3 separate regions of the Sus scrofa genome follow, and all the other regions are linked to region 1. The links are chromatin contacts, called in public HiChIP or PLAC-seq and promoter capture Hi-C maps. All regions are on one chromosome and are shown on one strand. Each heading gives the region's core, a stretch centred on a gene start, on an enhancer-like site or on the middle of the called end of the contact. The rest is flanking DNA. Distances are from core to core; before and after follow the strand shown.

Region 1 (3,730 bases), core at 772-3,271:
GTAAAACAGCAGGTTTAATACACTGGTCTGTAATGAGTCTATACCACAGTAAGTAGACAGCTGCATTAAGGAAATCCCATAAGTCCATCCTCCATGAGCCCCTTGCTCCCCACCTCCTGTGTTATACACTGCTAAATTGTTGGGAAAAGTCTTTTTTTTTTTTTGGCTGCACCCAGGGCATATGAAAGTTCTGGGACCAGGGACTGAACCTGCACCACAGCAGCCACCCAAGCTGCTGCAGTGACAATGCCAGGTCCTTAACCAGTGCACTACAAGAGAACTCCCAAAGTCTTTTTTTAAATGGAAATTTGGCCTGCACAGGGGCAGCTGCATGGACCATCACTTCCGAGCAAGGTGCAGTGGCCTGGCATCTTAACTGGAAGCCAGGCCATCTGGGTTTCCCCGTGGGAACTTGGAAAGTCCCTTCCCCATTCTGAACCTCAATTTTCTTAACTCAAAAAATGAGGGATTTGGGTTGGAGGAAGGTCCTTTTCTACCAGATATCTAGCCATACTTCTAGTTTCCTGACCCCAAGGGGCAAAGACTAGCTCAGTGCACAGGATAAAGTTTGGCCTCCTTTCCCTTGGCTGCGCAATTCCACTAGTACAATCAGAGGAGAGACAGCAGAGCTAAGCAATCAGAGCACAGATCAGTTCTAATCTCCGTCCTGCCACTTACTGGCTGTGTGACAAAAATACTTAACCTCTCAGCAGTTCAATTTCTCCATCTGTAAGTGAGGTCCTTACCTCATAGGATTGTTATGAAAATTACATGTTTGCAAAACACTAAAAACAAGGCCAGGCACATAGTAAGTGCTTTGTAAAGGGTTTGCTGAATAAATAAAATTTTGCATGTAAACTGAGTCTCTTTGCAAAGGCAACAGTTTCTTGACTGTCCCCCAGCCTCTGTGTGCTTCCTCATCCCTTCCTAAAATTCAGAGCTCTGAGCCCTGATCTCTCTACTTCAAGGTCTCCTATGGCTCCCAGGTGCCTCCAGGATGGAGTGGCGATGCCTCAGCTAGAAGACCCAGGTTCTTCACACAGGGCTTCCCAGAGGTCTGGAGATGCGGGGCCACTTTCTTTTATTTAAGAATCTCAGTTAATTGAAAAAAGAACAGAAATAAAACACCAACAAGCAATAAAAGGCAAATAGGAAAATTGCGGGGCATTTTAAATGTTACACTGAGCAAAGTAAAGCATTAACCACCCCCGCCCCACCCCCAATAAACCATAATTCTGCTTTACAAGATAACTGCCAAGGGTTCTCTGACTGTTAATTCCAGCCGCACAATTGGTAGAGTGGCATGGCGAGGAAGCGGGAGTTCATCAGGTGGCTCTCAGGCAGGTGGGCGTCTGGAGACTGGCGGGGGGGTGGGGAGCAGCCCAAAGACCAGGCCCCTAGGACAGCCTCCTGTCCACCACGCCGTCACTGAAGCCTCCAACCTCGAACCTCGCGAGGCTGGCAGGCTTCCCCGGCCGCCAGGCGGGCCCTGCGCCCACCCACTCGGCTCGGCCTCTGCCCCTCGCCGCAGGCGGAGCCCACGCCTACCCTGGAAGCCCAGGGCGCCCCCGCACTGGGTGCCGCCTGGCCCGCTCCCAAGAGCCTCCACAGGAACCGTTATTCCGCCCGCGACGCCCCCTGGGAGCAAAAGTCGCCAAGTCGGGAAACAGGATCCCTCTGCGCCCCCGGCTGCGGGCCCGCGAGGTGGCGCGCGCCCCCGTTCAACGCCAGCCTAACCCGACCCTCCGGCCGCGGCCGCCGGCGCGGGGCCGGCGGAGGGCGGGGACTCGCTCCCCGCGCCACGCGGCTGGACCAATAGGAACGCGCGCAGCGGGGCTCAGCTCCCACCGCCTTGGTTGCTGAAAAGCCGGCGCGCGGACCGCGGGCTCAGGGTGCGCGCCAGCGGACCGGCTCCCCGAGCACGCGAGGCCGGCGCGCGCTGCCCCGCGTGTCCCGTGCGCGCTCCTGACCGCCCCAGCCCGGCTGGCGCGCGGCATCTCCTGGCCCCAATGGCCCCTGAGAACCCGGTCCAGGGGTCGACCCCGCGCTTCTTCACCTGGGAGGAGGTGGCGCAGCGCACGGGAAGAGGCAAAGAACAGTGGCTCGTGATTGACCGGAAGGTGTACAACGTCACCAAGTTCACCCGCCGGCACCCCGGGGGCTCCCGGGTCATCAGCCACTACGCGGGGCAGGATGCTACGGTGAGCGCTGCCAGACCTGGGCATGGGAGGAGGCAGGGTCCGGCGCCCGGGGCCGGACACTCGGTGCGCGAGACAAGAAGTTTGGCAGTCAAGGCCGAACACTCACTAATTCCAGGAAAAGCCGGGAGGCGCTGGAGCGTACCTGTTGCTAATTGATGGGGTGTGCTGCGGGCATGGGATGCAAGGGCAGGAGTGAGCCTGCGAAAAGTGGAGTATGGAGTCTGGGGAGTGGGAATGGAGGCCGGCAACGTGCATACCAAACAAAGGGCTGAGCCTCGGGTCGGTACGCTCACTATGTGGCCCCCGAGTCTGCGGTTTTGAGGCGTGGGCAGGCCCCGGAGCTGGGCTGGGGTGGGATGGGGCGGGGAGGCGGGACCCCGGGGCCTCCTGTACCGCCGAGACCGAAGGAGGAGGGGTCAACGGCAAAGGGAGGGATTTTTTTTTAAGTCTTTTTAAGGCCGCACTGGTAGCAGATGGAGATTCCCAGGCTAGGGGTCGAATCGGAGCTGTAGCCGCTGGCCATAGCAACACCAGATCCTAGCCGTCTGTGACCTACACCACAGCTCAGGGCAACGCTGGATCCTTAACCCACTGAGCAAGGTCAGGCAGGGATCGAACCTGCGTCCTCATGGATGCCAGTCAGATTCGTTTCCGCTGAGCCAGGATGGGAACTCTGAAGAGAGGGATTCCTGACCTGGCTTGGTGGCTGGGAGGGGGCCGCAGCCGCGTCTGGAACGAGTGTGCCCGACAACACTAGCGAGCAGGACAAAGAACAAGGGAACCGCTCTGAGAGACACAGCTGAGATGGGAAGCCACCTGGCACTCACTGGGTGAAGACGAGAGGGTGGGTGGGGAGGGGGCCACTGGCCGGAAAGGGCTAGTGCCTGCTCGTGCACAGGAAGGAATGAGAGCAGCGGGCTGAAAATGGGGGCCTGCATTAGTGTACACTTGAGCGAGGAGCCCCGGATTGGTCCTGGAATTCTGTGGGGAGGTCACTCAGTTTCAGGCCACCAGGGTCTCCAGCTATTCGTGGCAGCGGACAGCTGAATGCATTCCTGGGCCGGAGGCTCAGTGCGGGGTCCGCATCCTGCCTCACTGGGCCAGCGCACACCCCAGACGGCATTCTACTTCCCTCTCTAGACAACCTGTTCTCAGAACTAAAGCGCCTAGCATCTCCCTTCTGGGTTGGAGAACTTGGGACCCAAAGGTTGGAGCGTTCGCTTCACTGAGACCCCTCTCCCGATATCCTTCTTCCCATCCTTTGCCTAGCGGCGTGACCCCTTACACTGTCCCCAGCTTTCGCCCTGCCATCCCGGAGCGCGCCTCGGGCCGCTAAGGCTCCCGTTAGGTCGCGTTGGAGCCTAACCGGGTGAGGGCCCGCCCCTCCTTCCGACGCAGCAGGCCGGAGCTTGTGCTTGTCTCCCTAGTGACCACTGGGGAATGCAGGCAGCGGCGAAGGTGTGGACTAGCGCATGCGTAGATAGAGCCAACGCCGGGGCTTCCTGCAGTGTGATTTGGGGCCGGGGCCG
Region 2 (3,730 bases), core at 916-3,415, 86 kb before region 1:
GACTCTGTGACCCCGAGCTCGTGCCATGAGTCCTCCACTGAGCCTCATTTGCATCTATGGTGAAGCAGGTGGGACCAGACCCGCCGGGATCCTCCTGGCTGCTTCGGGGACTGCGACTCTCCGAGTAAGGTTTCCTTGTACTGGTCTTTGGGGACCAAGCTTGAGCCCTGGAATTGTGCTTTCCTGCTACACTGGAAGGAACAAGCCAGAAAATGTTCTTCCCCAGCCCAAGGGAGGCGGGGAGGCTGCTAACACGCTAACAAAGAGCTTCATCCATTATTTACGCAGGAGGCCAGGCCACTGAAATTCCAGCTTGAATGATTCAGGGTGCCCAGGAAAGGATTCCATGTAAACATCAGACACAGATGGGTCTGTTTGCTCCCCCCGCCCCATCCCTCCCCGGAGCCCTGCGCAGGCCAAACACTCCCCAGATCTTTCTGTCCGCTCCAGTCCTACCTCAACCGGCTGCCTTTCTCCCAGGACAAACACATGCAGCATGTTCACATCTGGATCCTTGCTAAAGATGTTGGGCTTGGCATGATGCTGGAAGTGGCGATGGTTCCACCAGTTGGCAGAGGCACCCTGTGGGGGAAGGGAGGGGGGTGAGCTGTGCAGCCCTTGGGGGACCCACAAACAGCAGGCCCCACTCCTGGCACCTGCAGCATTCACGGCCAACTCCTCCATCACACACAGGGCTTTTGACTGAACGCCTGAGCTTGGCCCTGCCAGTCCTGAGGCCAGAGCGCTGGCCAGCTCCTCAGCCAGGACTTCTGAATGGAGCCGGGTCCCTCCATCCCTTCAGGCCTGTTTCCCAGTCCTAAGATGGTGCTGGTGATGGCTGGGAAGAGGCAGGTGTTTCAGCAGGTGTGGGGGAGTCTTCACTCTGCCAACCCCAGGGGTGAGCCTCCACGCCCCTCATGTTGTCCAGAGAGGAGAACTTCTGTTTCGGGAACTGTAAGAAGTGGTCCCTGGGAATTCCCATCATGGCTCAGTGGTGAACCAACCCAACTAGTATCCATGAGGACACAGGTTTGATCCCTGGCCCCACTCAGTGGGTTAAGGAGCCGGTGTTGCTGTGAGCTGTGGTGTAGGCCGGCGGCTACAGCTCCCATTTGACCCCTAGTCTGGGGACCTCATATGCTACTGGTGTGGCCCTAAAAAGTCAAAAAAAAAAAAAAGGAAGTGGTCCCTATTATATGACCGAGCATCTCACTCGTAGGTACCTACCCAAGAGCAATGAAAAACATGGCCACACACAACCTTGTACATGAATGTTTCTAGCAACATTTTGTTTTTGTTTTTGTTTTTGCTTTTTAGGGCCACACTCACAGCATATGGAGGTTCCCAGGCTAGGGGTCGAATCGGAGCTACAGCTGCCAGCCAAAGCCACAGCCACAGCCACAGCAACGCAGGATCCAAGCCGCATCTTCGACCTACACCACAGCTCACAGCAACGCCGGATCCTTAACCCACTGAGCGAGGCCAGGGATCAAACCCACAACCTCGTGGTTCCTAGTCGGATTCGTTAACCACTGCGCCACGACGGGAACTCCTATACTTGATTCCTTTTTGATGAAGGGTCCAGAACAGGGCAATCTATAGACACAGATGAGTGGTTGCCTAGTGCTGGGGCTGGGATGAGTTGGGTGGTGGGGACTATGTGGCATGGGATTTCTTTTCAGACTGACATTTGAAAGATGTTCCAAAATTGACAGTGATGGTGGTTGCACAGATCTGTGAATTTACACACTTTAAAGGGCAAATTGCACAGCATGTGAATGACATCATATCACATCGTAGGCCAACAGCTGCAGTTCCAATTTGACCCCTCGCCTGGGAACTTCCATATGCTGTGGGTGAGGCTCTAAAAGAAAAAAAATAAAAAAGCTTTAAGAAAAAAAAAAGGGGGCGGGGAGTTTCCTGGTGGTCTAGGGGTTAGGATTTGACACTTTCACTGCTGCAGCCCAGGTTCAATCGCTGGTCTGGGAACTGAGATCCCACGTCAAACCACTGTACACTGAGGCCAAATAAATAAATAAATACATAAAAATAAAAAAAACAAACAAAAACGAAGACCGTAGGTGGCCCTTGCTCTCAGAGGGCCTGCAGAGTAGCTGGCAAGAGACAGCCCAACAGCGAGACATGCCACTGCACTGAGGCATGACAGCTGAGGCATGTGATACCCAGACATCTCAGGAAGGAATTAATAAGCAATTTCTAACACAAACAGCTAAGAGCTTGGATTCCAGCAGACAAGAAGAATTACGTAAGAATTTCCGTCAGTGCCACAAATTACCTTCTTCCTCTCTGTCTCTCTCTCTTTTTCATTTGGTCTTTTTAGGGGTGCACCCTCAGCATATGGAGGTTCCCAGGCTAGGGGTTGAATCGGACCTGGAACTGCCAGCCTACACCACAGCCACAGCAACATGGGTTCTGAGCCATGTCTGCAACCTACACCACAGCTCACGACACCGCCGGATCTTTAATCCACTGGGTGAGGTCAGGGATCGAACCTGAGTCCTCAGGGATATGAGTTGGGTTCATTACCACTGAGCCACAACGGGAACTCCCCTTCCTTCCTTCCTTCCTTCTGGCCACACCCGCAGCATACAGAAGATCCGGGCCAGGGATTAGAACCAAACTGCCCCAACCCCAGATCCTTTAACCAAATGCCCCGGGCCTGAGATCGAACCCACACCTCAGCAGTGACCTGAGCTGCTGCAGTTGGGATTCGTAACCCACTGCGCCATGGAGGGAACATCCAATGAATTTCTGTCTCATCAGCTGGAGCTCCAGACACATTGAGGGCATGTCCTTCCACAGTCACCCAGTGACGCAAAGAGCAACTTTCCTGACCCTTCAGCTCCAGGACTTCACTAGTGAACATTTGCCGGGTCAATCAATGCTCTGGCCAAGGGTCTGGCCAACTACAAAAAGGCCTAACTGTAAAAACAAACATTTAACTTGGGAGGTGTTTTGGCACAAACACAGTTTCTGGACACTCTCGGTCCGGGACAGGAACAGCTCTGAGCAGCTGTGACCTTTGCAGTGAACTTGCATAACCCCTGTAGGCAGGAGGGCCTCAAAACGCAACAGAGAAGGAAAAACAAACAAACAAAAAAAAAGTCATCAAATGAGCTCAGAGGATCAAGAAATCAAATGACACACTTGCCTTTCCAGCCAAAGGGAACAAAATTCCTGGGACGAGCGCAATGGAGTCTCTGGTACAAAGAAATTAAGGGGCAGAGCATTTAAGCACGATATTCAGAACACAGCAACTAGAGAAGTTTGCTGGGAGTTCCTGCTGTGGCTCAGTGATGACGAACCCGATTAGGATCCATGAGCACTCGGGTTCAATCCCTGGCCTTGCTCAGTGGGTTAAGGATCCAGTGTTGGCGTGAGCTATGGTGTAGGTTGCAGATGCAGCTTGGATCCAGAGTTTGTGGCTGTGGCGGAGGCCAGCAGCTGCAGCTCCAATTCGACCCATAGCCTGGGAATGTCCATGTGCCAAGGGTGTGGCTCTAAAAAAAAAAAAAAAAAAAAAAAGAAAGAAAGAAAAAAAAAAAGAGAGAGAGAGAGAGAAGGAGAAGTTTGTTGAAAAAAAGAAAAAGAGGAGTTCCTGTCGTGGCTCAGTGGTTAACAAATCCAACTAGGAACCATGTGGTTGAGGGTTCGATCCCTGGCCTTGATCAGTGGGTTAAGGATCCGGCGTTGCCGTGAGCTGTGGTGT
Region 3 (3,730 bases), core at 610-3,109, 69 kb before region 1:
GTGACTTTTCCTTCTAGACAACTATTTGGTGAAGACTCAACCAGGGCAGGAACCTTTAGACGCTATCTGTAAAACCATGCCCCGGCTGGCACAAGTCCAGCCGCACGGACTAGCTGGAAAGACCGCTCACCAGGAGTGAGGTCTGGAAATCCACCTCCTTACAGAGCTGTGGAAAGGTCCCCAGGGGATAATAAACACACCGATGGTGCTTGAAAATCTTACACCGGTAGCACAGCCCTGAGGACTCAAGCTGTGTTCACAAGCAGGTCAAACTGGCTGGGGCCAAAAGCTGCAGGCGCTATCGCTGCTCACCGATGCTTCGAGCTGAAGAAGAGCTTAGATCAGAGCTGCCTGATCTGCCTCCACCCCTGGAGGAGGCCTGTCCCAATGAGCCAGGCAGCAAGATTAAGAGTGTCACCAACTAATGGGCCACGCAGCTTGGACAGCAAAAGCCCCGGCGGGTCAGCATGCCGGACCTCCAGGTGGAATGAGCTACTCAAGCTAATCCCTCCCTAGTCACCAGACTCCTTCTCTGCCTCCAGCTCACTGCCACCAAGAGAGACCCCCTTCCTTCCTCCCCGCCTCTGTTCTTTTCTCTCTCATTCACTTGAGCTCACAGGGGAACCGGCTGCACCTTCGAGAAAAGGGAGGATTTCCGTCTGGGGGTTAGGGGGCGTGGTGGAGGGGCTGGGGAACGCAGAGCAGCGATTACATAAAGGGGAGAGGAAGATGGGCATCCTGCATGAAAGTGCGGGTAAGACGGGTAGCCTGGCACCGGCGAGATCCTAGGGACTCACTACCTTTACCAGTGCAAGATGAGGGAAGGGCATTCCTGGCAGGATTTAGAAACAGAGGGCCTTTGAGTTGAAGTCCCCAGTAACCTCGGGTGCAGCCGGACCTGTTGCCGAGCCAGCCTTGTGCAGATAATAAATCGTCGGGTCTCAGAGCTCCTCTCCACCTGGGCTTTGCAAACTGCAAACCTCTCTCTTTCTACTACTTCTCACCCCGGTCCCCCAAGAAGGCCCACCCTTGCGGTGGGTGCTGGCTATCTCTGAGACCGTGGGACCGGGAACTACCAGACGGAGTCTCCCAGGCAGCCATTGCAGACCTTCGGAGGCTAGAATTCCAGCAGGAGCGAGCCCTGGCCGGGGGCGAGCTTTCCTTCCCCGCCCCCTGGTCTGGGGGAGAGCAGGGACGGGCGCAGAGTCCCACAGCTGGCTCCTCTCCCGCTCCTCTCCGGAGCGCCCAGGGGCGGCCATCTTTCACGATGGGGGCGCCAAAGCCTCAGCGCCCCCTTTGGGGAGTCCCCGAGTCCCAGTGAACCCGGAGGAAGTAACGGATGCAAGGCTCCCAGTGCGCGCGGTAGATCCGGCACGGTTCTCCACCGCTCAGATCTGCCTCCCGGGTTCCAGAATCCGACCCCCAGGGCTCGTTGGCCCAGCTGTCCTAGAGGACGAGGATTCGGGGCGGGGGAAGAGCACAGGAGACACTTTCCTTCCCTTCGGGACGCCCCAAGCTCCACACAGCGCTGGAGGTCTTGTTTGGCGCCCTGGGACCCACGGCTCCGGACTCCCTCCAGCAGCCGAGGAAGGTGGCGGGAGAGGCCCCAGACCCTTACCGTAGCATCTTCCCCTGCATAGTGCGAGATGACCCGGTGGCCCCCGGGGTGCCGGCTGGACCATTTGGTGACGTTGTAGACCTTGCGGTCGATGACGAGCCACTTGTCCGTGCGCAGGTTGTGCTTCTGAATCTCCTCCCAGCTAAAGGTAGGCATCTGCGCCTCGCGCTCGGTGGCCCCCTCGCCCTGGTTCCCCCCCTTCCCCATGCTGCCCGCTGACCAGGTTGCCCGGTGCACTGCGGTCTGTGCCGCTCGGGCCCTCCTTGCTTTCGGCTTTTGTCTTCTCCTCCTCCCACCGCGCCCCCTCCCCCAGCCTCCTCGCCTCCGCTCGGGAGTATCCTTGCCTTTCCTCCAGGCTTCCCAGTGGCCCCAAACGGTCCCCTCCCTCCGCCCTCCCTCCGCCCGCCAGCCCGCAATGGACTTTTGCCTCCAGCTAAAACTCCCCGGTAGCTCAGGGCCTCCAGGCCTCCTGTGCCCGCCCCTCCGACTCCCCCCGCCCAGGGCTCTGCATCCTCCCGCGTTCCCCTCCGCCTGGGTTTCCACAGTGATCAGCAGAGCTTCTGCACCAATCCGGGCGCGTCGCCCCGCCTGCCATTGGCCCAGGAGGATCTTTCGAAGGCCAGCGGGCTGGAGCAGCGGTCCCCGGCTCCCCCGCCTGCCCGCCCACGCGGAGTCGAGCCAGGCAGGGAGGCAGGTTACGTGTCCGAACTCCTCCCGCCCCCGCTCCGGCGCCGCGCAGCGGAGGGGATCTCAGGGGAGCGCGGCCCGCGAGAGGGGGCGGTGGCTGAGTTCTGGGCGCGTGCGCGCGCCCCCATCGCCCGCGCTTCCGGGGTTTGCACCTGATGCTGGCGCCCAGAGGTCCCCGCTTGCTTTACGGTGGCGACCGGCCGGAAGACAGGCTGGCGGGTGCTCGGGCAGCGCGGAGCTGGGGGGCTGGCGAGTTCCACTCTGGACCGGCCTGGATAGGTGGCGCCCGTCCCTGACCCGCTGGAATCGAGACTTCAGGATCCGCATTGTCCGCGCTTACCCCATTGGCGCCCTCCTGCAGCCTCCCTGGTTCGGAAAGGAGCCCTCCTCCCGACGGCTCAAGACTCTGAAGCCTGTAATCAGTGGATCTTAGGAGAAAATTGCAGAACCTCTGATGTGCTTTCCTGTGTTAGGCGCCATGGTGGTGGGAGGAGGGGGCGCCGTGGTGGGGAGAGTGGGGGGGCCCAGGGTGAACAAGACTTGGTTCTAGCCCCGAACTCAGGAATCTCACAACCTAGTTGGGAGAGGGAGAACATGGAAGCAATACGGGACCTCATACCATCAATTGTTCAGTGATGCTGTAGAGACTCCAGGAAATAAAGGTGGGGGTAGCAAAAGGATAGGCCTGTGCAGGTCCCCAGATGCCACCTGGATGGAACTGCTCAGGATCAGCGCCCCAGCAAAAGGACTGCCTGGAGTCCAGGCTTGAGAAAGCTGGATCCTTGGGAGGTGCCCTAGCGGCTCAGCGGTTGAGGAAACCAACCAGGATCCATGAAGATGCGGTTTCGATTCCTGGCCTCACTCAGTGAGTTAAGGATCTGGCGCTGCAGGTCACAGACACAGCTTGGATCCCCGCGTTGCTGCCCGGGAACCTCCATATGCCACGGGTGCGGCCCCAAAAAAAAAGACAAAAAAAGACTGGATCCTCTACTCTTCCAGGGTTTTAGCGAGTCCAATAATTAAATTGATATGACGCATTAACAGGAGAAAAACATTCAATAATATATATATCTCTCTCTCCTGTATACATAGGAGACACTCGGACCAACTCAACTACCCGAAAATTGCCAAATGGGAAGCCCTTCACCTTAAATAACATCCTGGGGAAAAACAAAAGTTATTGGGGTTGGGGAGCTCCCGTTGTAGTGCAGGGGAAGCGAATCCGACCAGGATCCTGGTTCCATCCCTGGCAGAGCTCAGTGGGGTGGAGATCCGACGTTGCGGTGAGCGGTGGTGCAGGTCGCTGACGGCTCGGATTCTGCATTGCTGTGGCTGTGGTGTAGGTGGGCAGCTGTAGCTCTGATTCAACCCCTAGCTGTGAGGGCGGCCCTAAAAAGCGAAAGCAGAACCAAAAAAAAAGTTGTT

Evidence for each region. Promoter capture Hi-C pulls out the DNA fragments that hold promoters and counts their contacts. HiChIP or PLAC-seq counts read pairs in DNA pulled down with a chosen protein or histone mark.
Region 2: a contact with region 1 is called in an H3K27ac HiChIP or PLAC-seq map of skeletal muscle. The contact joins the enhancer-like site here to the promoter of FADS1 in region 1. A contact is called at or near these places in 4 of 5 promoter capture datasets (fetal liver, fetal skeletal muscle and liver), 11 of 47 Hi-C or Micro-C datasets (embryonic fibroblasts, epiblast stem cells, heart right ventricle and 4 more) and 1 of 2 datasets of contacts at active chromatin or transcription factors (skeletal muscle).
Region 3: a contact with region 1 is called in a promoter capture Hi-C map of fetal skeletal muscle, with 3 times the contacts expected there. The contact joins the promoter of FADS2 here to the promoter of FADS1 in region 1. A contact is called at or near these places in 2 of 5 promoter capture datasets (fetal skeletal muscle and liver), 14 of 47 Hi-C or Micro-C datasets (alveolar macrophages, blood, brain and 9 more) and 1 of 2 datasets of contacts at active chromatin or transcription factors (skeletal muscle).

The regions. Positions count from the first base shown.
Region 1 is chr2:9,733,404-9,737,133 of Sscrofa11.1, forward strand. It overlaps FADS1 (fatty acid desaturase 1), which reads left to right and starts at 2,022. Exons shown (of 12, transcript NM_001113041.1): 1 at 2,022-2,201. The coding sequence starts at 2,022.
Region 2 is chr2:9,646,791-9,650,520 of Sscrofa11.1, forward strand. FADS2 (fatty acid desaturase 2) reads right to left here. Exons shown (of 12, transcript NM_001171750.1): 5 at 457-582. Among named protein-coding and RNA genes, the nearest start is that of FADS2, 18 kb to the right of the region's middle. Within about 2 kb of position 2,166, at least 20 of the 83 cell types and tissues checked have an H3K27ac peak or open chromatin away from gene starts, as enhancers often do. A contact at or near this core is called in embryonic fibroblasts, liver, omental adipose tissue and 1 more, where this site is marked.
Region 3 is chr2:9,664,807-9,668,536 of Sscrofa11.1, forward strand. FADS2 (fatty acid desaturase 2) reads right to left here and starts at 1,860. Exons shown (of 12, transcript NM_001171750.1): 1 at 1,619-1,860. The coding sequence starts at 1,825. It overlaps LOC100739565 (a long non-coding RNA gene), which reads left to right. Exons shown (of 3, transcript XR_135127.4): 1 at 1-1,766.